Linked DNA regions of Zea mays: region 2 is linked to region 1. Evidence: chromatin contacts called from public Hi-C data. All regions are on one chromosome and are shown on one strand. Each heading gives the region's core, a stretch centred on a gene start, on an enhancer-like site or on the middle of the called end of the contact. The rest is flanking DNA. Distances are from core to core; before and after follow the strand shown. Region 1 holds the start of LOC100192002. Region 2 holds the start of LOC100272262 (probable GPI-anchored adhesin-like protein PGA55).

Region 1 (5,844 bases), core at 2,677-5,176:
ATCTTCTCTAAACTCCTCAAGACCGGCAAAAACAAAACTTATATTATACCTTTGCCTTCATCTGATCCACAACCAATGCTTATGATTCTCCAATATTTGTTGTTCTATGTGGTCCAACTCTGCATTCTTATTTCTCCAAGAACGGTTAGTCCACAAGCAGTTATCATTAATTACCAAAACATCACCAAAGGGGCCTAGATGATTCACACTCATAACATCTAAGGGAAGACAATTTTCGATCTATAGGCTAGAATTCCCACTCAAACAAAGTGGAAAGGGGGAGCTAGGAGGTCATGGTGGTCGGTTGAATTATGAGCTTGTAGTATTGTTCACTTTTGTGTTCGTCGATCGATGAGTAGGAAGAGGAAATAGGGTATTACACACACTATGACCCAAACCTCTCTCTATTAATTGTACCTAGGTTCAATGCTTCATTGGACTATGCCCTTGCTCTCTCCAATAACTCTTCTTTTCTGTAGTTACATACCCTAGTGTATGTCCACAATGACACTCGACACACTAGGTAGGGGATTAGGGAAAATTTTCTCTGTTGAGATTATTGTATTTTGTTGTGCAACACAACTATGGATACACCAACACAGTCACTTGCTAGAGCAGTCACTTTTAATACTTGCTCTAGTAACTTAGACAATGACCATTGCATAAGCGACGTTAGAACCTCACATAGTCTTCCCCACCACCACCTCCAACAGACGGGCATGTCTAAGTGGGGTTGCATGGTGTGGTTCCCATAGGCCTAGCTTTGGTGTGTGCCTCAACTGGGGTGCACAATGCCTTAAAGGCATTACAGTGTTCAAGTTGTTTCCTTCACACCATTCCAATTGTGTTTAGTGGTATAACCAATGTGTTCTATTGAATAAAACCTACAAAAAAGTTGACATCTATAAAAAATAACAACAATTTTTGTAAGTCGTATAATTCGAGAAATTACAGTTCCTCCTAATAATATAAAAGCATTGTTAAATATATTGTCTGTTTGTAGTGTCCATTGAAAAGATAAGTAACATTATTAGGTGGTCGCAAACCTAAAAATAGGTATGCTATGTGCCAAAAAACAACATAAGCACAATCAAAGAGAAGTGTTGAACTATTTCTTTCCCACAATAAAAGACACCAAAGTTGCACCCCTTTCTAATTTGTCACAAAACTTGCGTTGAGTGCTCATAATTGCAACCCCACATATTTTGGCCAATCTTATGCAACTCACATCCTCGTTGTGCACCATGGCTCCAATATTTAACATGTGTTACATCCAATTCAGTTTACATGTGACTCTATTATATGTTTTGTTAATAATATGAATGTTGAAGTAAAGTAAACTATTTTTGTTGGCATTTTCATGCGCTTGTACATAATTTTGATACCATTGTACTTTTCTATATTGTTCATATGGCACGTTTTATTACAATACCACTTATCTATTTAATGTTGTGACTGGCATATTAAACATGAGATGAAACTATGCATTGAGAGAAGTAGTTTTATTCATGAACCAAATCTTGCAAAAACTATTGTGTGGCTGTATTGAAAAGTATTCATTAATAATAAAACTCACCACATGCAGTAGTATGGAATATATTAGCTTGGGAAAAAATAATGGAGTTTGTTTTCGAACAACTGTTTTAATGCAGCGTATGTATTTGCATTCGTTTTCTTGGTCTCCATGAAACGATCAAATACGTTAGACAAAAACGAATGGAGGGAGTAGTACATTTTTTTACTAAGGGTTTGTTTGTAAACTTAAATCTCCTCCGGGATTTCTGAAGATTGAGAAAAAAATTAAGCTCGATCCTAGAAAGTTCCGGAGTGAATTTAAATTTTTAAACTAGCTCTAAGCGTGTGAACAAGAAGGAAAACTTCGTTTAGACCGTGTGAGTATGTAATCTTTTGCTGGGCTATGACTTGAGATGTTTCTTGGCTATGGACTTCTCAGTCTCTTAGATTTGTGCCTCATCGCTAGAACCCAGCTTGTATAATTCTGTTAAAATTCTAACTTTTTTGTAAAAAAAAAAAACAAGCATCGGTGATCAGCAAAAGATAACTTGCAGTTGAGCAGAAAACCATGTCATCCAAACCCATCGTGTGGCGGTGTTCGCATCCAGACATGCAGTCCCAAGTCCCAACACGAGCCCTTGCTTTCTACTACCAGCTATAAGTAGCTACTCAAGTCAGATCACTCCTTCCACGGTCGCTTTCGTGCATATACACGGATGGATGCCAATCTCTCTCCACCTTTTTTTTTTCCCTGTCGTAATTGCGTGGTGTGTCACGCAGACCGTACACCGTGCGCACTGCCGTCCGAGGCCGTCGCATGTGCGGTTCTGCCTGGCAGGACGCGAGGGGGGACGGGACCCGCCACCACGCCCAAAGTGCGGACACGATTCGGAGTATCTCCTCCAGTACTGTACCACGCCCGTACCGCAAAAGCAGAAGCACGTTGTACAGTCTCTGCCTGCTACTACCATTCCGTTCGATGCCTGCAGGCTGCAGCGCCGTCACCCCCCCCCCCCCCCCCCCCACCCGGGCGGGGGCCGAGCCGACTGACAGCAACGCGCCTCGCGCCGGCGCCTGTAGCACACAGCTGTCCATCCAGATCTGCATCCGCGTGCGCAGTCCGTGCGTCGTCCGTAGCACGGCCGGCGACTTCCAGCTGCTCGTGCTCGGCGATCGTGAACGATTCCCCGAGCGTGCAAGCCGAGAGAGAGACCGCACGGCGACGGTCTGGTCCGGCAGTAGCACGGGCGCGCCATGTGAGCCTGCACTGCATCGCGCTGCCGCGAATCTTGTGGTTGCCCGACACACCGGCTGGCAGCCATGTCTCGGCCGGATCCGGAACGGTGCTGCCGGCTGCCGGCTGCGTGCCTAGTGTGCCTACATTGCCGCCCGGCGCCGGGGCGCTTCCAAGGACTTTCCGGAGCCTGCCTGCAACGAGATGATGACGTGGCGCCTCGCCATTGGCGCCTGTGTCGTCACGGGGGATCTCAACTTTCGCTCGTGATGCGTGGAGGAAACCAGCTGGCTCGGCTGCTTAACGTCGCACTTTCCAAAAAGATTCCTCGCGGCCCGATCCGAGCAGAGCGGCACGCGGCCGACGCACGGTAGCCGCCTTCACAGCTCAACGTCCGGTTTGGTTTGGCCACAGCCACAGGGACCCACGTTTCAGTCTCGATCGAGAGCAATGAACCCCTTCTCCCGTGGCACGCGCAGGCCCAAACACCAACGGGCCTGGAAGCCCAGATCCCTGACGCACACGTGGCGTCACCAGGCTCGTCCTGCTCACGTCGCCCCCAAGTCAAGCAAGGCATCTATCGAAACTCTGCTGCCTCTCTAGGAGTACTACTTTCTAATCGATAGAAACATAAATTTTAATAAAAAATTTTAGATATTTTTTAATATCTTTACTATTCATTCTAGCTTTTTTTGCTTGCTAAAAATTAAGCGAAAATAATTATCTAAAATACATGTAAAATATAGGATAACTGTTAAAGATTGGAAATGTATAAAATAGTTTTAAAATAATGATTCCGAGAGTCAAATTTAGACAGACACGTCGAGACGCTTATAACTGATTAATTAACCCGCACGCATCGTCATCACATTCACATAGGACTGACCCCAGCCGCGACGTTAACGAACTCTCAGTCTCATGACACTGACAGACTGTCTCTACGTGGGAGCCCTTCTTGGCCCCACTTGCAGAGACACAAAGCTTAGAGATAAACCGGCGAGCGCAGCCCGCGAATCGCCCACTAATAAACTATTTCCTCCCAATCTATTCTATCGGTCCATCTACGCCCGCAATAATAAACTATTTTACGCCATTATGTAGGATACCATTATGTATGTATATATAGAGAAAAAAGGGGTAGGAGAGGAAAAGCTTCTCCCCCTCTCCATCTTGCTTGTGCGCTGCAATCGCCATCGCCTCCTTGCCCATTCTCCGCGCCGCCGCCTCCTCCTCCGCTCCCCTCCTTCTTCTAGGGTTTCTACTCCATGCGATCTCGCGGCCTTGGTGGCGCGGGACAGTAGGGACGCCCCCTCTCCATCGAATCTAGAGAGTCAGCGACCCAATGGGTAAGGGCGGGCAGGACGAAGGCAAGCGGCGGGCCGGATCCGCCGCCTCCGATCCGGACCCCGCCGCGCCGGTCTTCCCGGCGTGGGCGCGCACCCCAAGCGAGTGCCTCGCGGAGCTAGGCGTCTCGGCGGACCGCGGGCTCAGCTCCGAGGAGGCGGCGGCGCGGCTGCAGCGGTACGGGCCCAACGAACTCGAGCGGCACGCCCCGCCGTCGGTCTGGAAGCTCGTTCTCGAGCAGTTTGATGACACGCTCGTGCGCATCCTGCTCCTGGCGGCCGTCGTCTCCTTCGTGCTCGCGCTTTACGACGGCGCAGAAGGCGGCGAGGTGGGCGTCACCGCCTTCGTCGAGCCGCTCGTCATCTTCCTTATCCTCATCGTCAACGCCGTCGTCGGCGTCTGGCAAGAGAGCAACGCCGAGAAGGCGCTCGAGGCGCTCAAGGAGATCCAGTCGGAGCACGCAACCGTCAAGCGTCATGGGCGGTGGTCGCATGGCCTCCCCGCGCGCGACCTCGTCCCCGGGGACATCGTTGAGCTCCGGGTCGGGGACAAGGTTCCCGCGGACATGCGCGTGCTCCAGCTCATCAGCTCGACCCTCCGCGTCGAGCAGGGATCTCTCACCGGCGAGACCGCTTCTGTTAACAAGACCAGCCACAAGATCGAGTTGGAGGACACTGACATCCAGGGAAAGGAGTGCATGGTTTTTGCCGGCACCACTGTTGTCAATGGCAGTGCTGTCTGTGTTGTGACGGGCACTGGCATGGCGACTGAAATTGGCAAGATCCACGCCCAGATCCAGGAGGCATCTCAGGAGGAGGACGACACGCCACTTAAGAAGAAGCTCAATGAGTTTGGTGAGGCGCTAACTGCCATAATTGGGGTGATCTGTGCCTTGGTCTGGCTCATCAACTTGAAGTATTTCCTTTCCTGGGAGTATGTTGACGGGTGGCCTAGGAATTTCAAATTCTCATTTGAGAAGTGCACATATTACTTTGAGATTGCAGTGGCACTGGCCGTTGCAGCAATTCCAGAGGGCTTGCCTGCTGTGATCACCACATGCTTGGCACTCGGCACAAGGAAGATGGCACAGAAGAATGCCCTTGTGAGGAAGCTGCCGAGTGTGGAAACATTGGGTTGTACAACTGTGATTTGCTCTGATAAGACCGGAACTTTGACCACAAACCAGATGTCAGCAGTGAAGCTTGTGGCAATTGGGAGGTGGCCTGATACTCTTAGGAGCTTTAAGGTTGATGGAACCACTTATGATCCAACTGATGGGAAGATACATGATTGGCCAAGCTTGAGCATGGATGAAAATCTCCAGATGATCGCAAAGATTGCTGCAGTTTGCAATGATGCAAGCATTGCCCACGCTGAGCATCAGTATGTTGCTACTGGGATGCCCACAGAAGCTGCTCTGAAGGTACAATCTGTTCATGCGATAAGATTTCCTTTCATTTGGGGTGCTGTTATAGTTAAATTATTTTTCTACTGTGAAATTATCTTGCATGTAGCTTTGGAGCAGGTAATGTATATCTGCAAAAGGTTAATAGCAATTTATTCAACAAAAGAATAATATGATAAAAGAACTAGTAGCTACTTTCAGTGACCTCTCTACAATTAAAAAGATTGAACACAACTGTTTCATCAAGGTATCTGGAATTGTTGAATTTACATTCTCGTGTGACTGTTCTACTTCTGGCAGGTTTTGGTTGAGAAAATGGGGCTTCCTGGTGGCTATACTCCATCTC
Region 2 (5,108 bases), core at 105-2,604, 200 kb before region 1:
CCCGACATCGATTCACACAATGACTATTGCACGTCCACGAGGACGTTTCAAATCATGCTCACACTATCGTTTTCGTCGTTGTCGGACGTCCTGTTCGTCTTCCCAGCCTTCGCTCTGTTCTTCCTCCCCAACCTGCTGCCCACAGTCGCAGCCGCGAGCCGACCGATGCTCGTCGATGCGGGTACAGGGCGAGTCGGTCATGCTCCTGGCCTTTCTCCGTGCGTGATGTCGAGGAGGACATGGTGACGCTTGTCATGCTTAGGTTATCTTAGTGACGAGGAGTCCAGGTATGAGATATTGGACAACTAAGACCCGTAGCGTGACAGCAATCGGCATATGCTATAGAGTTGGTGGTGGTGTTGTGTCGCTTCGGCGGGTCCAGGGCTGAGAAGACACTCGCATTCTCTCGCCCTTCTCGGACTGACGCTTGGTGCGGGTGCCTCTTGGTTTGGAGCTGCTCCGGCTGTGCTCTTTCTCCGCTTGCATTCTCTCTCCCTATATATTTAGCGGTATACTACCTATGTCGCCTTCAGATGACCAGGTCTTCGTCGTGTCATTCTCCAGCAACGAACAGGTATGCCCGCCTCTTCCCTTGCCCCTCCTGCTCTACGAAACTTTGGAAGTGGGGGAGGCGAGTGATGATGGTCTCTGATTTGCTGCCTATAATATCCGTGCATTCATAAAAAATATTATGCGAAGAGTGAAAACAACCAATAAAAAAATCTTCAGATCTTTTTTGGTGGATAGTTTATATGGGTATTTGTAAGCCGTCGCAACGCACGGGTTATCGACTAATACTTCTTTATCGTCGGGAAAATAGTAAATAAATACAATAATTTTTAGAACGGTCTAGAGCGATCATAACGTTTTCGTTTTTCTTTCCGGATTTTTTTTCATATTTTCAGTATATATTTTCATTTCTGTTCAGCTATAAATTTTCATAAAATTTCGAAAACCGTTTCCGATAACCGAAAATTACGGCGTTTGTTTTCATCCCTACGCGCGTTTCGCGCGTCTCACATCCGAAAGCGGCGCTAGCGGTAGCGCGCAACGCCGGCGCAACCACTCCGCAGTCCCCAGTCCCCACGTGGTCCGCGCCCATCGCCAGCCTCGCTGACCTAGCCCACGGATCGAGGGCCCCGCCGGAAGATAAATTATTTGGGCGACTAAAGAGGCCTGCCAAAGCGATGCGGACGGCTACAGTAAACCGGCAGCACCACGTGCCGCGCACCCGACCGCCAGATGCGGCTGGGCGTGGGGCCCACAGCGGCGTGGTGGGGACGGGACTCGACTACTCGAGCAAATTCCGGGAAGGCACGCACCGCATCTCAAGACGGCTATAAAAAAAAGAAACAAAATCCGGCGCCGCAGTTTTTCGTTTGGGAGGAGAGGGAGGGAAGGAAGGAATCAGATTGGCGCAGATGAGGCTGGAGGGAGAAGGGAGGCCAGATCAGTTCACCAGTCGACGAAGCAAGCGGCAGGAGGAGGCGGACTAGGGAGTGGTTGGCGCGTCGCCGTCGCGAGCCAGTGAGCTGCCTAGGAGCGCTCCTTTTTAGTCGCTGCGACGCCCGCGCCTGCGTAGGCGCCGTGTGCTCCTGCCGGCCGCACTGAGCGTGGCGAGCTCTGGGCCAGACTCGAGCGATCTTATCAGGTAGTTCATTGTATTTCGCCATTCGTTTTTCCATTCTTTTTGACGTCCCTGTGTGAGACGATGCTGTTTGTTCGGCCCCGGCGAGCGGAGCGGTGGGAGAGGTATACGAGATTTGTGTTGATTCCCCCCTCCCCCACAGTTTTCTCGATCCATCTCGCTGAAACTTGGCCGCGGGTAGATATCGTGTCGTCTTGTTCAGATCGCTGGTTTCCCCTCGACCTCGACGTATATTGGGATGCTTCTATTCCACGCAACCGTGCGATCTTGTTGCTCTTGGCTCTGTGGCCGTGGATTCCATTTCTGCGTTTGGGGAAAGTTCTTTTGGCTGCTCACTTTGCGCTGCACGGCAGCAGTGTGAAGGACTTGGTTCTTCAGCTACTCTAGCGCTTTGATTTGCTTGGGGTTACTAACGATTAAGTGAATGAATCAAGCTGCGGCATCTGGGAAAGAATTGATGGCATCTGGGAAAAAATTGATGGCACTAATCGAATCTTTCTGTTCGTGTTCATCATTAACCCAGTAGATTCGTTTGTATCTACCTTCTGCCAGTCTACTAGGACTACTTAGATAGTTTGATTATTTCTGTATAAAACTCGTACTATCTTTTATTTAACACGGAAATAAACAATTTGCTTCTTTTCTATTAAGAATAGTTTTTCTTCTACCCTATTATCTTCCTGTTTATCGCTGGCTGATACGCGATGCACTGTGCCTTTAATTCTGCTTAATCTGGGGAAACTGACAACGATTTGTACCAGAGGACACAGATTATCAGCTGATTGTCACGGAAGATGTCGCTAGCCAAGAAAGAAGAGGTACTCAGAAACTTCCTCCTCTGAGGTCAATTCTGGTTGTTTGAACGTCTCTTTCACATTTGCCTAAAATTTTTGGGTGTTCTATGAGCAGGTTTGCAGTCACCGACTTGTACCGCGCTTGGACGAGCCTGCGGTTGGTGTGCCTATTAAGAAGAGGCCATTTTTCTTGTCTGACCGATCGGTTGCATCTGCCATACCGCTCTCGACAAAGCCCCCATCTCCAACGAATACAATGCCTGTTGCTGCTACAGGGTCAGGCTGCCGCGAGGAACCCTTCTTCAACATCGCTAACTCAGACAGAAAAGTCATCACCAAAGGTAAGGGAATCCCTGACACTCAGATCCAAGACCATGTCAACACGTCGCTTACTGCGCTATCCATGACCAACGGCAACGGGGTGCTATTTAATGCATCAAGTGAGATCCCTTCTATTGCAGACAGTGCTACAAGGACGTCTGCACCCGATGATGAATTGCAACTTCAAAATTTTTTGGCTCTGGATTTACAGTTACCATCTCGTCAAAGTGGCAAAAATAATAACTATAGCTCTCTTAGGAAGGATGAGAAACTGGGCCAGAGTCGTTCGGAACACTACAATAACGTTCCTGTTGCAAATGAAATCAATGCTTCTGGGAATAGTATTGTTGGGAGATTGCCTAACTTGGATCTGAATATACCTCCGGACCCAGCTGATTCACTTGAAGGTTTGCCTAAAATGCATGAAAGTGGGAGTGGGTTCTATCATCATAGAACAATTCAACATCAGAAAGCTCAGGTGACCCCAGCCGCAGCCATTTCTACGATAAACAGTGGGATAGGTCGAAATATGTGCAGTACTCTGAACATGTCTAATTCATATGGGCTTTCTCATAAGTCTGGACCAGCTGATGTTACCTTAGATTTACAACTTAAACCACCAACTAGACCTGAGCTAGGGATAAACTGGAAAGGACTTGCTCCTGCTCCAGAACTGAGTCTCTCTCTATTTGGTAAGCCTATGGACGAGCCTGAGTTTCCTAGCACCCCCAATGCCTTATTTCATTCTGGAACTGCTGGAAGTTCCAAAAAGGTCAGTGGGGAGGCTGCTGCTACACTTGGGTCAGATAAGGCACCAGTTGAGAAGATTGTAACACCTGTTCCCTGCAATGTAAATCCTCTGAATACTACATCAGCAACTGTTTCTGGAATTGATCAGCTGCCATCTAATAATTTGGTGAAGAAAGAACCTGAAGAAATATCCCAGCAGCATATTATTGACGGCGCTAAAAAGCCAAATCCATTAGAACGACAAAGTGTTGGACAAGTTATCGGTTGTGCTGAATCTGAAAAGACGGACAGTGCACCCCAAGGTGCTCGTAAAATTGGGTTTGATTTGAATTCTGACATCTTTGCAAATAGTAGTATCCATAATGAGTCTGATGTAGCAGCAGTTGATGCCCCAATACCAGCTAAAACTTTACCTGATACTTGCCATGATACGAGCATGCCTGCTGTTCCTGAAGTAGACAAATTTGTGAAGCATGAAGAATCCACAAGTGCCACCCTCAGTCCTGTTGTGGAAACAGGAAATGGTCATACTACACTGTTGGTGGAAGCAAAATCACAGCGTTCGCAAGGTAATGTTGCTAGCCCTGCTGTTGGGTTATCTGAATCCTCCAGCCAGCCCACCGTTTCTACTGTTTGCAAGCCAACAGCCGGCCATATTCGTGCTGATGAGGATACGAGGCAGAGGTCTTGTGATACTAATGAATCTTGCGGTGCATTACCAAGTTCCTCCAATCCTACAGTTGAACCTTTGCCTTCAAATTCTCTGGGGAATGCTATTGTTGATGGTATGTCACAAGGAAGTGCTGAAATGGACTGTTCAGATGATGATGTTAATACTGTTTCACGAATTCCAACTACAAATAAGCCTCATGATGAGTCATTGGGGAATGTCCCAATCAGCAAGGATGGTATCAATACTAATAATAACTTAAGCATAGAGCTAAAGAAAGAACACGACAGTGATATGCATCAAGATTGTTCATCTATGACAAATAAGGTTACTATTGATGCTATTGATGGTGACAAGTGTATTAAAACAAAAGTTGGTGTTTTCAGCCATGCAGGTCAGCAGGGGTTCCGAAATGAGGTTTCTGCTAGCGAAAACTCTAAAGACAAACGCTCTTTGAATTCTGAGAAGAATACTCCAGTAAATAATACTGACCATAGCATGCAAGATGCTAAGACTGCTGCAGGCTCCAGTACCACAGATCTCCAGAAGTCATCAGCTTTGCCAAAATCTGCTTCTCCTAAAATGCAACCTACTAAGCAACCTCCTAAGACTTTAGATAGCCGTCTTGGGAAGACTAGAAGCCCAGATATAAAGTCAGAGATGTCTCAAAATGGTATGCAAGCTGGGAGCTGTAGTGAGAACCATGCAAAACTTGCTGCTTTGAAGACAGAGCATCAGAATGAAAGTGAAGAGGTCGGTAGACACTCTGATTTGCACCCAAGAGACTCTGTCCTGGGTGAAGACTCAGAACTTGATGGTGCTTCAAGCAGTCAACAGCATAGTGAATATAGCAAGAAGACAGCTTCTGAAAAGTCAGAACGTGACAAATCCAAACCTGACTCTTGTAACATATCTGTTCAGAATG

Evidence for each region. A called contact is a pair of places that touch in the nucleus more often than the background predicts.
Region 2: a contact with region 1 is called in a Hi-C map of leaf mesophyll, with 2.3 times the contacts expected there. The contact joins the promoter of LOC100272262 here to the promoter of LOC100192002 in region 1. A contact is called at or near these places in 5 of 25 Hi-C or Micro-C datasets (bundle sheath, endosperm, leaf and 2 more).

The regions. Positions count from the first base shown.
Region 1 is chr1:42,711,775-42,717,618 of Zm-B73-REFERENCE-NAM-5.0, reverse strand. It overlaps LOC100192002, which reads left to right and starts at 3,926. Exons shown (of 8, transcript NM_001362822.1): 1 at 3,926-5,516; 2 at 5,799-5,844. The coding sequence starts at 4,092.
Region 2 is chr1:42,911,801-42,916,908 of Zm-B73-REFERENCE-NAM-5.0, reverse strand. It overlaps LOC100272262 (probable GPI-anchored adhesin-like protein PGA55), which reads left to right and starts at 1,354. Exons shown (of 4, transcript NM_001310029.1): 1 at 1,354-1,651; 2 at 2,410-2,466; 3 at 2,558-5,108. The coding sequence starts at 2,443.